Linked DNA regions of Mus musculus: regions 1, 2, 3 and 5 are each linked to region 4. A link is a contact called in public ChIA-PET, Hi-C and HiChIP or PLAC-seq data. All regions are on one chromosome and are shown on one strand. The core of a region is the stretch at or near the end of the contact, and the rest is flanking DNA. Distances in the headings are between cores, read along the strand shown.

The links. Hi-C and Micro-C count contacts between places; a contact is called where the count stands out from the background. ChIA-PET counts read pairs in DNA pulled down with a chosen protein or histone mark. HiChIP or PLAC-seq counts read pairs in DNA pulled down with a chosen protein or histone mark.
Region 1: a Hi-C map of rod photoreceptor shows a contact between it and region 4, with 2.0 times the contacts expected there. The contact joins two enhancer-like sites. A contact is called at or near these places in 3 of 39 promoter capture datasets (hematopoietic stem and progenitor cells, liver and stem cell-derived epiblast-like cells), 3 of 484 Hi-C or Micro-C datasets (the P5424 cell line, nephron progenitors and rod photoreceptor), 1 of 115 datasets of contacts at active chromatin or transcription factors (astrocytes) and 1 of 9 other capture datasets (embryonic stem cells).
Region 2: an H3K27ac HiChIP or PLAC-seq map of the NIH/3T3 cell line shows a contact between it and region 4, with 2.9 times the contacts expected there. The contact joins two enhancer-like sites. A contact is called at or near these places in 4 of 115 datasets of contacts at active chromatin or transcription factors (the NIH/3T3 cell line, bone marrow-derived macrophages, craniofacial prominence and 1 more).
Region 3: an HNF4G HiChIP or PLAC-seq map of pancreatic cancer cells shows a contact between it and region 4. The contact joins two enhancer-like sites. A contact is called at or near these places in 3 of 115 datasets of contacts at active chromatin or transcription factors (bone marrow-derived dendritic cells, bone marrow-derived macrophages and pancreatic cancer cells).
Region 5: a contact with region 4 is called in an RNA polymerase II ChIA-PET map of memory CD8 T cells, with 7 read pairs. The contact joins two enhancer-like sites. A contact is called at or near these places in 1 of 484 Hi-C or Micro-C datasets (bone marrow-derived macrophages), 2 of 115 datasets of contacts at active chromatin or transcription factors (embryonic fibroblasts and memory CD8 T cells) and 1 of 9 other capture datasets (embryonic stem cells).

Annotation. Positions count from the first base shown.
Region 1 is chr17:46,932,457-46,935,156 of GRCm38.p6, forward strand. Ubr2 (ubiquitin protein ligase E3 component n-recognin 2) reads right to left here. Exons shown (of 47, transcript NM_146078.3): 45 at 1,619-1,789; 46 at 1-98. Among named protein-coding and RNA genes, the nearest start is that of Prph2, 23 kb to the left of the region's middle. Within about 2 kb of position 1,270, at least 97 of the 459 cell types and tissues checked have an H3K27ac peak or open chromatin away from gene starts, as enhancers often do. A contact at or near this core is called in rod photoreceptor, where this site is marked.
Region 2 is chr17:46,993,909-46,996,608 of GRCm38.p6, forward strand. All of the region lies in intron 2 of Ubr2 (ubiquitin protein ligase E3 component n-recognin 2), which reads right to left. Among named protein-coding and RNA genes, the nearest start is that of Ubr2, 15 kb to the right of the region's middle. Within about 2 kb of position 1,258, at least 131 of the 459 cell types and tissues checked have an H3K27ac peak or open chromatin away from gene starts, as enhancers often do. A contact at or near this core is called in the NIH/3T3 cell line and bone marrow-derived macrophages, where this site is marked.
Region 3 is chr17:46,865,749-46,868,448 of GRCm38.p6, forward strand. It overlaps a transcript of Bicral not described here. Among named protein-coding and RNA genes, the nearest start is that of Tbcc, 24 kb to the right of the region's middle. Within about 2 kb of position 1,288, at least 98 of the 459 cell types and tissues checked have an H3K27ac peak or open chromatin away from gene starts, as enhancers often do. A contact at or near this core is called in bone marrow-derived macrophages and pancreatic cancer cells, where this site is marked.
Region 4 is chr17:47,292,867-47,295,566 of GRCm38.p6, forward strand. All of the region lies in intron 2 of Trerf1 (transcriptional regulating factor 1), which reads left to right. Among named protein-coding and RNA genes, the nearest start is that of Trerf1, 64 kb to the left of the region's middle. Within about 2 kb of position 1,320, at least 225 of the 459 cell types and tissues checked have an H3K27ac peak or open chromatin away from gene starts, as enhancers often do. A contact at or near this core is called in the NIH/3T3 cell line, bone marrow-derived macrophages, memory CD8 T cells and 2 more, where this site is marked.
Region 5 is chr17:46,965,855-46,968,554 of GRCm38.p6, forward strand. Ubr2 (ubiquitin protein ligase E3 component n-recognin 2) reads right to left here. Exons shown (of 47, transcript NM_146078.3): 18 at 2,530-2,595; 19 at 1,336-1,458; 20 at 1,178-1,241; 21 at 287-411. Among named protein-coding and RNA genes, the nearest start is that of Ubr2, 43 kb to the right of the region's middle. Within about 2 kb of position 1,282, at least 24 of the 459 cell types and tissues checked have an H3K27ac peak or open chromatin away from gene starts, as enhancers often do. A contact at or near this core is called in memory CD8 T cells, where this site is marked.

The DNA.
Region 1 (2,700 bases), core at 20-2,519, 360 kb before region 4:
GTCCCTGGTCGGTCTCTCCATAGTCGTCAAGGTAAGGAGGAGAATAAAAACATCCTTTGGTTTTGCCAGCTAAAAATAGCACCTGACATTCCCGCACTCTGTGGAGAGAGCATTCATCTTTGTACATTTATGTAAGTAACATGATGTTGATTCAACTCAGAGAAAAGGCTTATGTAAGGAAACACATGCACAAAAGGCCAGGTCAGGAGACGAGAGCAGCTGTAACAGAGATACCTGCGAGTAGCAAGGTATCCGCCCAAGTCTGGTGCAGGGGACTTGATCACACTGTGAACCCTGAGACTGTGTTACTTATGGAAAAAACTGTTTCTAGTTGTGGTACGGCTCGGTTTTAATCCCTCTGCTGGAATACAGACTTGCCTTTAGGACATACCTTTAAATCCATAGTTTGTGGAAGGACACAGCCATGTTTGGAAGTGACGTCTAATGGAGTGGCAGACAGAATTATGAATCAGAGAAAGATCTGACAGAATAGGATGTGCCTCACTCTCTTGAGGAAGAGGAAGCTACTTGAGAGAGCAGCGCAGAGCCAGAGGGAAGAGAGAAGGCAGATTTACCGGGAGGGTTTTACAGAGACAGGCTGAAGAGAGACCAAGCAGACACGGTGAAGACAGAATGAGTCAGAGAATGAGAAGGAGCCAGAAGATCAGAGGAGCTTGCAAAGGTAGCATGAGGCCAAACAGAGCAACTCAGAAGTCAGTCTGACTCAGTCAGCATGGAGAGGGGTGTGAGTCACAGCCAGTCAGAGCTCAGAAAGAACCAGGAAGGGTGAGCTTATTCAGCACAAAGTCTCAGAGGCTGGAAACACTGTCGGCCTAGATTGGCCTGTGTGCAGTCTGGAAGTCCCCAGGCCTAGGCCTAGGTTAGCAGACGGAGGAGGTAAGCCTCCGAGGTGCCAATTCAGGAGAACAAGGGACTCTTTACACAAGTGTTCAGTGGAGCCATGCGGCGGGAATGTACCTGGCAATGACGTGCTGCAAATTCAGACAGTGACTGTGTCGAGAACCCAGGGCTCCAAGCAGAATTTAAAACAGCTAAGTGTGGGGAAAGACAGCTCATCTTTTCCCCACAATTATGAGAAAATTACTCGTTTAAAAAATGACATACAACAGTTACTAAGTATTTTTATCTGAGTACAGGACCCAGTGGCAACCCGTGCCTCCTCAGAGAAAACCTAAGAGCACCACAGAGGCAAAGATGATGCTGGGCTCTAAAGATTTACAAATTTATGCTTTATGTGTAAGTGTGTGAGTCCACAGAGGCCAGCAGAGGGCAGCAGATCCCCTAGCACCAGAGCTACAGGCAGTCGTGAGCTGCACTGCTGACCCAAATGCTGGGACCTGAATACAGGTGCTCTTGTGCTCCGTCTCTGCAGTTCCTGACGGGGGAATTCTTTACCTGAATTTGGGGAGGAAACGAGGGACAGGGATCGCCCCACATTTAAGGAGGCACAAAGGGGAGCTAAGCTGTCAGTTGGGAGCTGTCACCAGCCATACGGGAAATGTGAGAGCCCTGGCTCTTTGTAGTCTGCACACAGTGGCACAGTGGCTTCGAAAGTCCCCGAAGTGCTCAGGTGAACACGGCCAGCCGAGGGCCTTACCTCAGGAAGATGCCGGCCCCGGAGCCGCAGGAGTAGGTGTGTGCTGTGCAGGCTCCGACGTCCTCACCCTCCAGCTCAGCTTGGCAGCAGTAACTCTGAGAGCAGAGGAGACTCCCACACACGAGGCACAGAGTAGGAGCTCTGCTCTTGTCGCCACCTGATTTGGGGCACCTGGAAGATAAAGACAGCACTGTTACAAAGGAACAGGCACAGAGCACCCTGGAAAATAATCTGTCAGTATTCACCATTCTGTGACAGGACACTGGGACACACACTAATACCACCTACCAGAAACACCTAAGGGAGCAACATCTGGGACAGGCAGATGGGAACACTGTGTGAACAACAGGAACTACTATTGGGGCACGGAAGAGTGATGCCTCAGTCACGTACAAATCTCAGACACAGTGTGCAAAGTACTGCAGACACAGCCACTTAAATGGAGTGACGCGGAACAGACACCCATGTTAGCTTCCCAGACACATGGGGAGGGGGCGAGAAGAAGCTTCAAACAAGAGATGGCTTCTGTTAGAATGGCCTGTGGGCACATCTTTGGAGACACTTTCTTCTTGATGGCTAATTGATGACGGGCAGGTGGGCCCAGGTTATATAAGAACGCAGACGGAGCAAACCAGTGACAGTGTTCTTCCATGGCCTCTGCTTCAGTCCCCCGTCCAGGTTCCTGCTCTGAGCCCCTGCTCTGACCTCCCTCAGTGACAGACTGTAACCTGTAAGCAGGTTAACCCTTTTCCTCCCCACGTTGCTCTGGTCAGTGCTTTAGCACATCAACAGAGTAAAAGAGGGCAGAGACTCAGCACAGCACTCAGAGTGACGTGTCTACAGAGCAAGGAGGGAGACGCAGGAGATACCCAGAGACAGAAAACTCCTTAAGAATCACAAATGCAGGCCAGGTGTGGTGGCGCACGCCTTTAATCCCAGCACTCGGGAGGCAGAGGTAGGCGGATTTCGAGGCCAGCCTGGTCTACAAAGTGAGTTCCAGGACAGCCAGGGCTACACAGAGAAACCCTGTCTCGAAAAACCAAAAAAAAAAAAAAAAGAATCACAAATGCAGGGCTGGAGAG
Region 2 (2,700 bases), core at 8-2,507, 300 kb before region 4:
GCAAGTTTTTGTGGAAGTTGCATCTAAAGTGGAGGCCAGAGAGTGCTGTTATGTTACTGTTTCCTTTATTCCGAGACGAGGCCTCTCTGTACAGCCCTGGCACTCACTATGTAGACCAGGCTGGCTTTGAACCCACAGAGATCTGACCACTTCTGCCTCCCAAGTGTTGGGATGAAAGGTTTTCATTATTTGGCTCCTTGGTGTTCTTAGATTCATAACTATCTCTTCTGGATTTCCCCGTCTGGATGGGTTTCTCTCAGTCTCACCTCTAGTGCATAAAGGCAATTATGTTTAGTATCCATAATAATCAAGACAGCTCTGACAGTTTGCGGATTTGCTTGTCTATAGTTAAATAAATAAAAAATTTCCCAAAGAATGGGGCAGCAAATGTTCCTATGAGACACAGATGCCTCATGTTCTAAGGCAGAGGGAATATTTGAGGCTGCAAACCCAGAATGGCTGGGTTTTCTATACCTAACCTGAAGAACACTCTCCAGAGTAGCTAGTTGACAAGTAAATGCGACTGAACGAGAATTGGAAACATACAACTAACAGCACTACTAAAGAAACAGTGGGGGCTGGAGAGATGGCTCAGCGGATAAGAGCACTGACTGCTCTTCCAAAGGTCCTGAGTTCAAATCCCAGCAACCACATGGTGGCTCACAACCACCCGTAATGAGATCCGATGCCCTCTTCTGTGTCTGAAGACAGCTACAGTGTACGTATTTATAATAAATAAATCTTTGGGCTGGAGCAGATGGGGCCGACTGGAGAGAACAGAGGTCCTAAATTCAATTCCCAACAATCAGATGAAGGCTCACAACTATCTGCACAGCTAAAGTGTGTAGTCACATACATAAAATAAAAAAGGAACAGAGTGAGCAGCAAAATGTCACCTTTGTACTGTCCCAGCACTCTCAGCAGTAGCCCTGGGAGCCGACAATGTTTGTTGTTCTGCCTGAGGCACTAGATACATGTTTCACATCTGCAGCTGGGAAACAGGACTCACAGGGCAGCCCAGTTTGGGATAACAGGGGATGTGAGCTCAAGACAAGTCCATCTTGCTAAGTTACCAACATCTCTTTCCACAGCCCAAGTGTGCTATGTGGCAAAGTACCTTTGCGTGTACTTTGTGGTAAAAGAGGGCAGTACCACAAGACAACTTGCTTTCCCACGAAGGGTCAAACTGCATGGAGGCTGGCTGCTGATGCAACCTCAGAGCTATGTTACAGCAGGCCATCCTGTGGCTGCTGCAACATTAACCCACAGCACCGCCCACAGGGGCTGGACACAGCGTGGCCAGCTGTGCTGATGGCCAGCCTTGCAAACTAGTTGTTCCCATCATGCACCTGACACACGTGAAAACCCCATGTAAGGACAGAAAGAGTGAAGCGTACAGGGGCAAACGGCACCTGTCTTAGAATGGGTCACCTGAACTCCTTCCTCTCCTCCACCTAGTGTGTCCATAAGACAGGGGTCCCGTACTCCAGCAGCACAGTTCTCTGGAGGCCAGCATGCCCCCCTTCTCTCTGCAGTAAAATTCATCAACATCTCCTACTTTGGGATTCTTACCCCACAATTCTTTCTCTAGGGCTGACAACCTAGGAAACCGTATCGAGGTCTTATTTTGCTTTCTCCATCTCAGAAACTCCCCAGCCTTTACTAGGGATGACAGTTCCAAACAACAGGCCACACTTCTAAGTTTCAGTGGTCACAAGAAATAATCCATTAAAATAAAAGAAGAATACTCAAAAACACTTTTTTATTTATAGATATGTGTGTGTGTGTGTGTGTGTGTGTGTGTGTGAGCAAGCCTCTGTACCACAGTGCACATGCAGAGGTCAGAGATGACCTGCAGCTGTCAGTCCTCTCTTTCCATCACGTGGTCTTGAGGATCTGACTTGGGTTAAGGCTTGATGACAAAGACCCACTCCTGCTGAGCCATCACCAGCATATCACATGTTTTCCAATACTTATTTTTAGTATCTTAAATTATATGTATTTCTGTGTATCTAAATGTGGGTATTTGCACCTCGAGTGCACTAGCCTGCATAGGACAGAGGTGAGTTAGCCTCCCTGGAACTGGGGTTACAAGTGGTTTCAAGCAGACCGACATGGATGCTGGGAAGGAAACTTGAGTCCTCAGCAGACAGTGCTCGGAACTGCTGAGCCGCTCTCCAGCCTCCGTGATTTATTTTTAACAAAAAAAGTGCATGTCTACACATCTGAATTTAGCTGAAAAAAAAACAAAAAAAAAAAAAACAAAAACAAGACATGAGCCCATTTTCCCACATTTTATTAAATATGAGTGAAACAACAACTAACACTGGCATGTGAGAATAAAAGGCAGGCAAGAATGAACAAGGGCTTGGTAGTCAGAGGCCTGGTGTGATATGACACACATGTTCCCCGCCTGTGCCTTCCTAGTGGCTTGAATAACACGGAGGTGCCTCAGGCCTCAGAAAACAAACTCCTTCTGACCTTCTCCTGCCAAACCTGTTTTCCCTTCTAAGCCAGGTTACCAGAACTGGAAGGACACTCATCCCAGCCTTTCTGTCCTGAAGATAGCCATAAAGAAACTTGAGAGTAGCTAAGTGGATCCTAATGGAGATTCCAGAAGCGTTCCTGCCCCACAGCACCTACAGGAAATGCTGCAGAGGCTGAGAAGAGGCCATAGACAGACTTTGCTGGGTTTATCCC
Region 3 (2,700 bases), core at 38-2,537, 430 kb before region 4:
AGAGAGGAAAAGAGAGGGAGGGGGAGAGGGAGGGAGAGGGGGAGGGGGAGGGGGGAGGGAGAGGGTGAGAAGGTATTAAGCAGGCCTCTAAGATGTATTCTCAACACTCTAAGAACACTAAGGAAGGCTGGGAGGTGGCTCAGTCAGTAAAGACCTAGTCAGGAAAGACCTCCCATGCACAAGCATGAGGACCCGGGTTTGAGCCCCAGGACCCATGTTAAAAAGCCAGGTGCTGATAGCATGAGCTTGTAGCCCCAGTGCTAGGGAGGCAGACACAGAGGTCAGCTAGGTGGGCTTATTTGATGAGTTCCAGGCCAGGAGAAAGGCTGTCTCCAAAACAAGGTTGGTCACCTCTGACAAATGACACCCCAGGTTGTCTCCTGGCCTCCACAGGCATGTGCACACAGGTGTGCACATACATGCGCGCGCGCACACACACACACACACACACATACACACACACACACACACATGAAGTAAAAAAGAGAGAAACCTGGGCATCCATCCCATAAATAACCACCAAACCCAGACACTATTGCAGATGCCAACAGGAGCCTGATATAGCTGCCTCCTGCGGCTCTGCCAGTGCCTGACAAATACAGAAGTGGATGCTCACAGCCATCCATTTGGACTGAGCACAGGGTCCCCAATGAAGGAGGTAGAGGAAGTACCCAAGTTGCTGAAGGGGTTTGCAGCCCCATAGGAGGAACAACAATATGAACTAATCAGTACCCCCAGATCTCCCTGGGACTAAACCTCCAATCAAAGAAAACACATGGTGGGACTCACTGCTCCAGCTGCATATGTAGCAGAGGATAGCCTAGTCAGTCATCAATGGGAGGAGAGGCCCTTGGTCCTGTGAAGGTTCTATGCCCCAGTATAAGCAAACGCCAGGGTCAGGAAGCAGGAGTAGGAGGAGGGTGTATAGGAGATTTTCAGAGGGGAAACTAGGAAAGGGGATAACATTTGAAATGCAAATAAAGAAAATATCTAATTTTTAAAGAGTGAGAGAGAGAAAGAGAGAAACCAAGGAGAAGGGACACTGCGGGACTAACATCCAGGGCCACATGGTAAAAAGCTGCACGGTTACTGGAACGGTGAGGAGTTACCGAGGTGTCAGTGGAGGACACCGTGGGCAAAGGTACGTATACTCTCACCATGTTCAAATGCACGTCACTCGGGATGAATCACAGCAGCCAAATACCAGTTGGGTACATGTGTCAGCTCCTTGTGAGTCATATCTAACACAACCAGGACATTGTTCAGAAACTGACAGTCAGAGCAGAGGGCACGGGTGCTCGGGAGGAACAGCTCACGAGGGCCTGGCATGAGGCCTTAGGAGTCCATCTTACCCACTGAAAGCAGGGCGCATGGAGAGGCACGTGACCATTTCTTCTAACCGTTCTAGTCTCCATATTTGTGACTCAAACCTTTCCCCTCAGCCACACCCTGGACACTGTAGAGTTCTTCTTCATTCTTTCCTTCAAAGCACAGAACCCACCCACAAGCCTCCCCTAAAAGCCAGGCCTTCTTCTCCACAGACATCAGGCTTCATCTCTTGCTTGCCCCCACCCCCACCCCACCCCCGGTCAATCTCCTGCCTAGATTTAGAGGCACCTCTCTAAATCTCAAAGTGGAATGTGTCCCATCACCATCTGCACCTCACTGACTGGGGAGTTGCTCTAACAACACAACCCCCCCTGCCCCCCCCCCCGCCCCCGTGGGTGAACAGCTCAGAACAGGCACATGCTAGTGCCTCAACCTCTGGCACTCCGTAATGAATTAAGATACAGATTCCTAAACCTAAGGCCAGGGGCTTAGGCTCTTGCCTGTAATCTCATCTTTAACTATCTGGAAAGCCTTGGGTCAGCCTGGGCTCTGTCAGAGCACTTGCCGGGGTAGGGGACCAGAGCTCAGTTCCAGCTCCAGGGGATCTGACACCTCTAACCTCCTCCTCGCCTGCACTCGTTTGCATATATACCCACATAGAGACACACAGGCCTACACATAATTGAAAACCGGGCCATGGGCATGGCTCACTTAGAGTTCTTGCCTAGCATGTACAATCCCTAGCTCTCCCTCCACTGAGCATGGCGGCTCAGCTCTGTCATCGTAGCAATCTGGGAGGCGGAGCCAAGAGGAACAGGAGTTCAAGATTACCCATAACAACACAGTGCACTTCAGGCTAGCCTGGGCTACATGAGAGTGTATCAAAATAGTGACAGGGGAAAAAAAAAAACTCAAAACAAAGAACAAACGACAGTAAAAAAAACCAGATTGCCTTGCGGGAACCCATAGGTGGAGGACATTCCTGGGAAGGACCAAGGCTTGAATCATACTTTCTTACTTTACTTGAGTATTACAGGTCGAACCCACTCATGAAGGCTAAACAGATTATCTACCACTGAGCTAGTGACATCCCCAGCCCAGGTACCAACTGTTCATTGTCTTTTCCAGCTTCCCTGGATACAGTCAGCGTCGGCGTCATCACCACCACCACCACCACCATCACCATCATCATCAATTACATTTTATCTATTCTGTGTTTTGCAGGGGACGTGTGTGTGGAGGTCAGAGGACAACCTTTGGAAGTCAGTTCTCCACTACGACCACATGAGACCCTGGGCTCAAACCCAGGTCCTCAGGCCTGGGAGCAGGCGCCTCTCCCTGCAGAGCCACCCCTCAGCACGACTCTCCTAG
Region 4 (2,700 bases), core at 70-2,569:
TCAATCAATCAATAAATAAATATCAAACGATCAGAGGCAAGACACAGCTCATGGCTAGCCATTGCTTGCAGCAGGTATCAGCCTTGGGTTCTTGAAAAGAGCCTGAAATATCCCATCCTCCATACACACTCCTGTGTCCTGTTCTGTGATGTGCCACGAGAGGTGCTGGAGCCTCTCGCTGTGGTCTGTTCCCTTATGGAGCCTTATGAAGGGCGGTCTGGCTGCCCATAACCATGGTCCTCTGGCCAGGGAAGAAGGATCTTCAACATCCATTCACCTCCATTCTGTGTGTGCACCAATTACGCATGGGGTGATGGGCGTGCCATAGCAGGAGCGCAGGGTCAGAGGTCAGCTCTTTGGACTCCCTTCCACTGTTACATGGTCTCCAGGGAATCAAGCTGAAGTTGCCGGATTTATGTGGCAGACACCTTTACCCACCAAGCCATCTTCCCGCCCCCGCCTTCAGCTGTCTTCGCCTCTGCTTGGTGGTTTTCTGCACTACCAGGTTTATCTCAGGCCACTTCCTGATTTGATATCGATCAGGTACCCACTTTTGCCTCAGGGACTGCTACTTTTAGTGACTCTGGGCTCTGTGTGGTGAACGTGTAGCATCAAAAAGGCATAGCCAAAGAGTTGCCTAAAGAACCAAATATCTTCACTTAGAAAGGAAGCTGAGGGAGAGAGTGCTGTGCCTGTGAGGGGTCAGGGAAGGCTTCCTGGAGGAGGAAGACTTGCATTGAGTCAGTGGCTCCAGTAGGTGAGATGGCAGCAGAGGGAGTTTGGGTTCTACAACGTTTGGCTGTAGAAATGGTGGGGTCTAGTCTTAGAGACCAGTAACTGTTCTCATAGGCAGTAAGTGCCAGCTAGTGGCTTCCAGGCCCACAGATGGCCTCCATGGCCCCTCCCGAAGGTTCCGCCAGCTGTTAGCATATCCAAAGTCCTATGAAGTCCTACTGTGTGCCCCCAGGCTCCTGAGTCGTCTAGCCATCCACAAACATCATCAACTTGTGTGCTTCTGCCTTAAGTTTTCCCAGAACCTGGGTCACCAAGCTCAGGAATTGGCATCTTTCTCTAAAACTGTAAGGACCAAACTCTATTCAAACTACCTCGTGTTGCTTGGTTGTTTGGGGAGGGAGGGGGTTGCTAGGCAACCTGGGTAAGGGGGTGGATGGGATTAGGGAAAGGTTTTTCTCTTCCCATACAGTTAGGAGAAGGTGTCCTGATGTTCTCAATCAAATGAGTGGCTAGGCCCATACGCCTGGGGCTAGAGGCCCAACCCCACCAGTAAACCTCAGAGTCTATTAACAGCCTCTCTGCTGGGTGAGTCACCCTTCCTGCCCCTCCTTACCTCTACTTACTCAGGGCTCTGAGGCCAGACTGATCCTTCCATCCAGCTGGCTTGGCCCAGGGCGAGCTCAATGAGATTAACTATTTAACTATTTCCCACTGGTGAATTCCCCGAGGCAGCTGAGCCCTGGTTGAAGCAAGGGCTTGTCCTGGATACACCCATGGAGATAATTCCAGAACCAGGAAGCAGGGTGCAGCGCATCCAGGACTGTCTGAGGAGCCTGGGGTGCCAGAGGCACTGGGTATAAAGCCAGGAGGTGTCCCGGGCTGAGGGCCCCTGTGCTGTCAGGGTTACATAATAGCTGACAGAAACATGCTCTCAAGTGAGTCTTTAAGTGCTCCTCTGGAGACTGGCCATCAGCACAGCATGATGACAGAGTGAATGTCTTGCTCCTAAAACTACCTTAAGTCCCTGACCTGCACTGGTCGTAACACGTGCGCCATTCTGATATGTTCTGATTTCTGTGTTTACTTGTTTGCGTGTGGACATTTGAGGCAGGGTCTCTCAAACTCTGTAGCCGAAACTGGCCTTGAGCCCAAGATGCTCCTCCCCTGTCAGCCACCATGGTCAGCTATGTATTTTTTACATGTGTGTGCATGTGTGCATGCCTGTGTGCATTTGTGTGTGCGCGCACGTGTGCTTGTGCATGTGGAAGCCAACGGACAATCTCAAGTGTCTTCCTTGTCTTTTATGACAACCGCCCCTTGGCCTGGAACTCCCAGATTAGGCCAGTGAACTCCAGGAATCCTCCCTGTCTCCACTGCCCAGCGTTGGGTACAGTGTCCAAGGAGGCCAGAAGAGACGGGGTTAGGACCCTGGACTGGAGTTACAGGTCATTTGAACCATCATGTGCGTGCTGGAAACCAAACCCAGGTTGTCTGGAAGAGCAGCCAAGTGCTTTTAACTGCTGAGCCTTCTCCTCAGCCTTCCTCCCCACAATGGGCTGCTCTTTGGGGACCCTCTAAGATACCAGTGTGGAGGAGGATCTACTGTTTCAAGCCCTGGTCCAGGATTTTTGGGGTGTCCCGGGGAGCACCTAGAGAAACTCCTCACACTGAGTTCCCTCTTGAAGCTCAGGGTCCTGTGTTCTGCAGAAGCAGAGCCTGGGGTATAGGACAGGAAGTCACTTGCCCAACAGGGTCCCAGAGCTGGCCCTTCTCTGTTTGGTCCAGCTTATCTTTTTGTGAGGTTTGCATTTCCTGAATCTTCGGCAGCTGGATGGGGGTGGGGAGTAGGGTAGGGGAAGTGGGCTTAAAGGAGCCCTATCTGAGACTGTTTAAATTTCCGGTGACGAGGAGATATTAAATATTATTTACAGTAGTCTGTGAGCCTGGAATCCAGCAGACACAGGG
Region 5 (2,700 bases), core at 32-2,531, 330 kb before region 4:
CTCAAGTTCGAGTGGATACCTCCTCCCTCAGGTGAAAGCGTCACCTGCACTCCTTGGGGTCAGACAGACCCTAATATGCCCCTGCTCTGTGGACAAAACCACTTAGCTCTAAGCACCACATTCTTCAGAGTTCTCTCTAGCTCAGCTCTGCTCCCTAGTCACTGTTCCCAGTGTTCTCCTTTCCAGATGGAATAGCCATCTTAGAACTGTAGCTTGCACCCAGGGGGGAAGTGCACACACTGCTGGGGAGGAGCAGCTTCCGGGTTTCTTAACTGTGGACACTTACATCTTCAGGCAGAGACTTCACCAGCTCACTGTGAGCCATAGGCTTGATGCTCAACTGATGGATAATCTCCCTCTTGATTTCATCTGTGGCAGCCACCTGTCCAACCCCAGGGTTGAATCTTTCTCCTGTCCAAAATGAAAGGTAGATGCACACATTTAATGGACCCATGTACTTATGTGTACAGATTTCCAGTTCTTGCAACAGAATCCATCCTCTGTCTGGGTCACTCTGTGGGAAAATAAAGGCTGGTTTGGAAGGCAATAGCAGTTCCCGTTTATACTGAGTCTGATGCACCGACTTAAGGTTTCATGGCTGCTTTGGAGAAGGACCAGAAGTACGACGGGACCAGTGGAAGTCACACCCTTTCCTCCTCTGTGCTTCTGTCTAGGACAGGCTGGTATCACTCTGAGACCCTCTTCATTAGGGCCACCTCTGCCCACTGGATTGGCTACTTTACGGCCACAGAAGGTCTGAACAGTGGGGGAATGACAGAGCAGAAGGGATCAAAGAACTGGGAAAGCAGGGCCAAGCGAACAGGAGACGTAGGTAATAAACAGACGTCTCTGAGTCACTGGTCTTCATTAACCTGTGGTTGCTGTCTTTGGAGTCAAGAAGACATTTAAACCAAGAACCAAGAGAGAAGAAACAAAGCGAAGATTTTAGTCCTAGCAACTCTCTGCTCACAATGTGTTCCCAAGCTGTGCCAGTCTCCCTCCACCCTTGGCCCAAATACAGCCTTTCAGTTCATCTGTTTCGGCCATTGCACCCCTTCCTCTTTCTGGGGTGTGTGTGTGTGAAGGGCTGTGTGCCCGTTCTCTTCCCATGACTGATCGAGCAAGCTCAGCGCCCTGCTGCCATCGCCAGGCCCACATCAAGGCGGTGTGCACTCACCCACAAGCATGATGATGAGGTAGAGCATCTCTTCGATCAGAGTGTTGTTCTGCTGAACGACGTCCTGTGGGAGGAGGGGCAAGTGCAGAGGTGAGAACACGCCCACTGCTGTCCCTCACACATACAGGACACGTGGGCGTTGTGACACAGGCTCTTACCTTATGGGTAACCTCAGAACTGAATCTCTTCCCATAGTCAGGCGTGCTGAAGAGCTGATAGAGTTCAAAGCGGCTGAGCATGATCATCAGGAAGTGGTTTGGGTCCATCATGGAGACACCTGTCTTTTTTGTTTGTTTGAGACAAAGGAGAAGAGGAAGGTCAGAAGGGACACTCAGTGTTAGTGAGAGATGTTTAAGGTTGCACAAGAAAACAGCTTATTTGACCACCAATTTGAAGAAAAAATGGACACCTACTTAGCCACACCCTATATCATGTGGCTGCCAAGAGGGGACAGGAATCTAAGCAGGTCAAACAATCCACACAAAGAAACCTCCCTTAAAACTGAACCCCAGGAGAACCACACAGGCAGTTCGGCTCCTTTCCTGTCTCAGTCCACTGAAGGACACGGCTATGAATTTCGCTGCAGTTTCCTATCAGAGTTCACTGCCTACTAGGAACTGAGAGGAATATCAATTAAGCCCCTAGTATGTACATACGTATTCTGTTACTGAGACCCTTTTGTGGTAAGCACTCCATTACATAAAACGATAGCTTCTTTTCTCTTAATGCCATTTTTAAAAGTTCTAAATCAAACTGGACTCAACAGCTAGGAACTGAAGTAGAGTTCTCTGGAAGAGCAGCCAGTGCTGGACCATATCCATAGCACCTATCTTTTGGTGCTGCTGCTGCTATTAAGTCTGTTGAGTCAGGGTCTCACTATGTAAGCACACTGCCTTCGAACTCAGAGATCTGCCTGTCTCTGCGTGCACCACCAAGCCAGTCTGTTTATTTTTTAGAATTTACGGTTATGCGTGCCAGTGTCTGCCACATGAGTGCTGTGCCTACAGAGACCAGAAAGGAGCTGGAGTCCCCGTGGTTGTGGCTGCCTGCTGTGGTGCTGGAAAAAGAACTCGGCTCCTTTATGAGCAGCAAAGCTCTTAAGCACTGAGCTGTCTGTCTGTCTGTCTAGCCAGCTGTCTGTCTGACTGTAGCAGCTGCATCTGGCATGCTGAGTCTGACCCTGATCTGGAGACTGGGGGAAGCATTCTGCAGGCTGTTGGCCTTGAGTGGGGAGTGTTAGTAGACAGAGCAGGTAGGATTCAGAGATCTGCAAGTGAGTGTTAGGTGACTGACTCAGTAAAACAAGACCAGGCCTCCCCACAGCCCTGAAGTCAGGGTTTTTAACTCATTACCTGAAGCATCACTATGTCCTTGTCGAACATCTCTCGCCTGCATTTCACATTATGGTAGTAATAGATCTAAAACGATAATTAATTATATTAGGTAAATAAGCTCTGATGGGTATGGCTTCCTGATCATTTCCCCACTGCAAGAAAAAAGCATGGGTTTGTGTAAGCACAAGT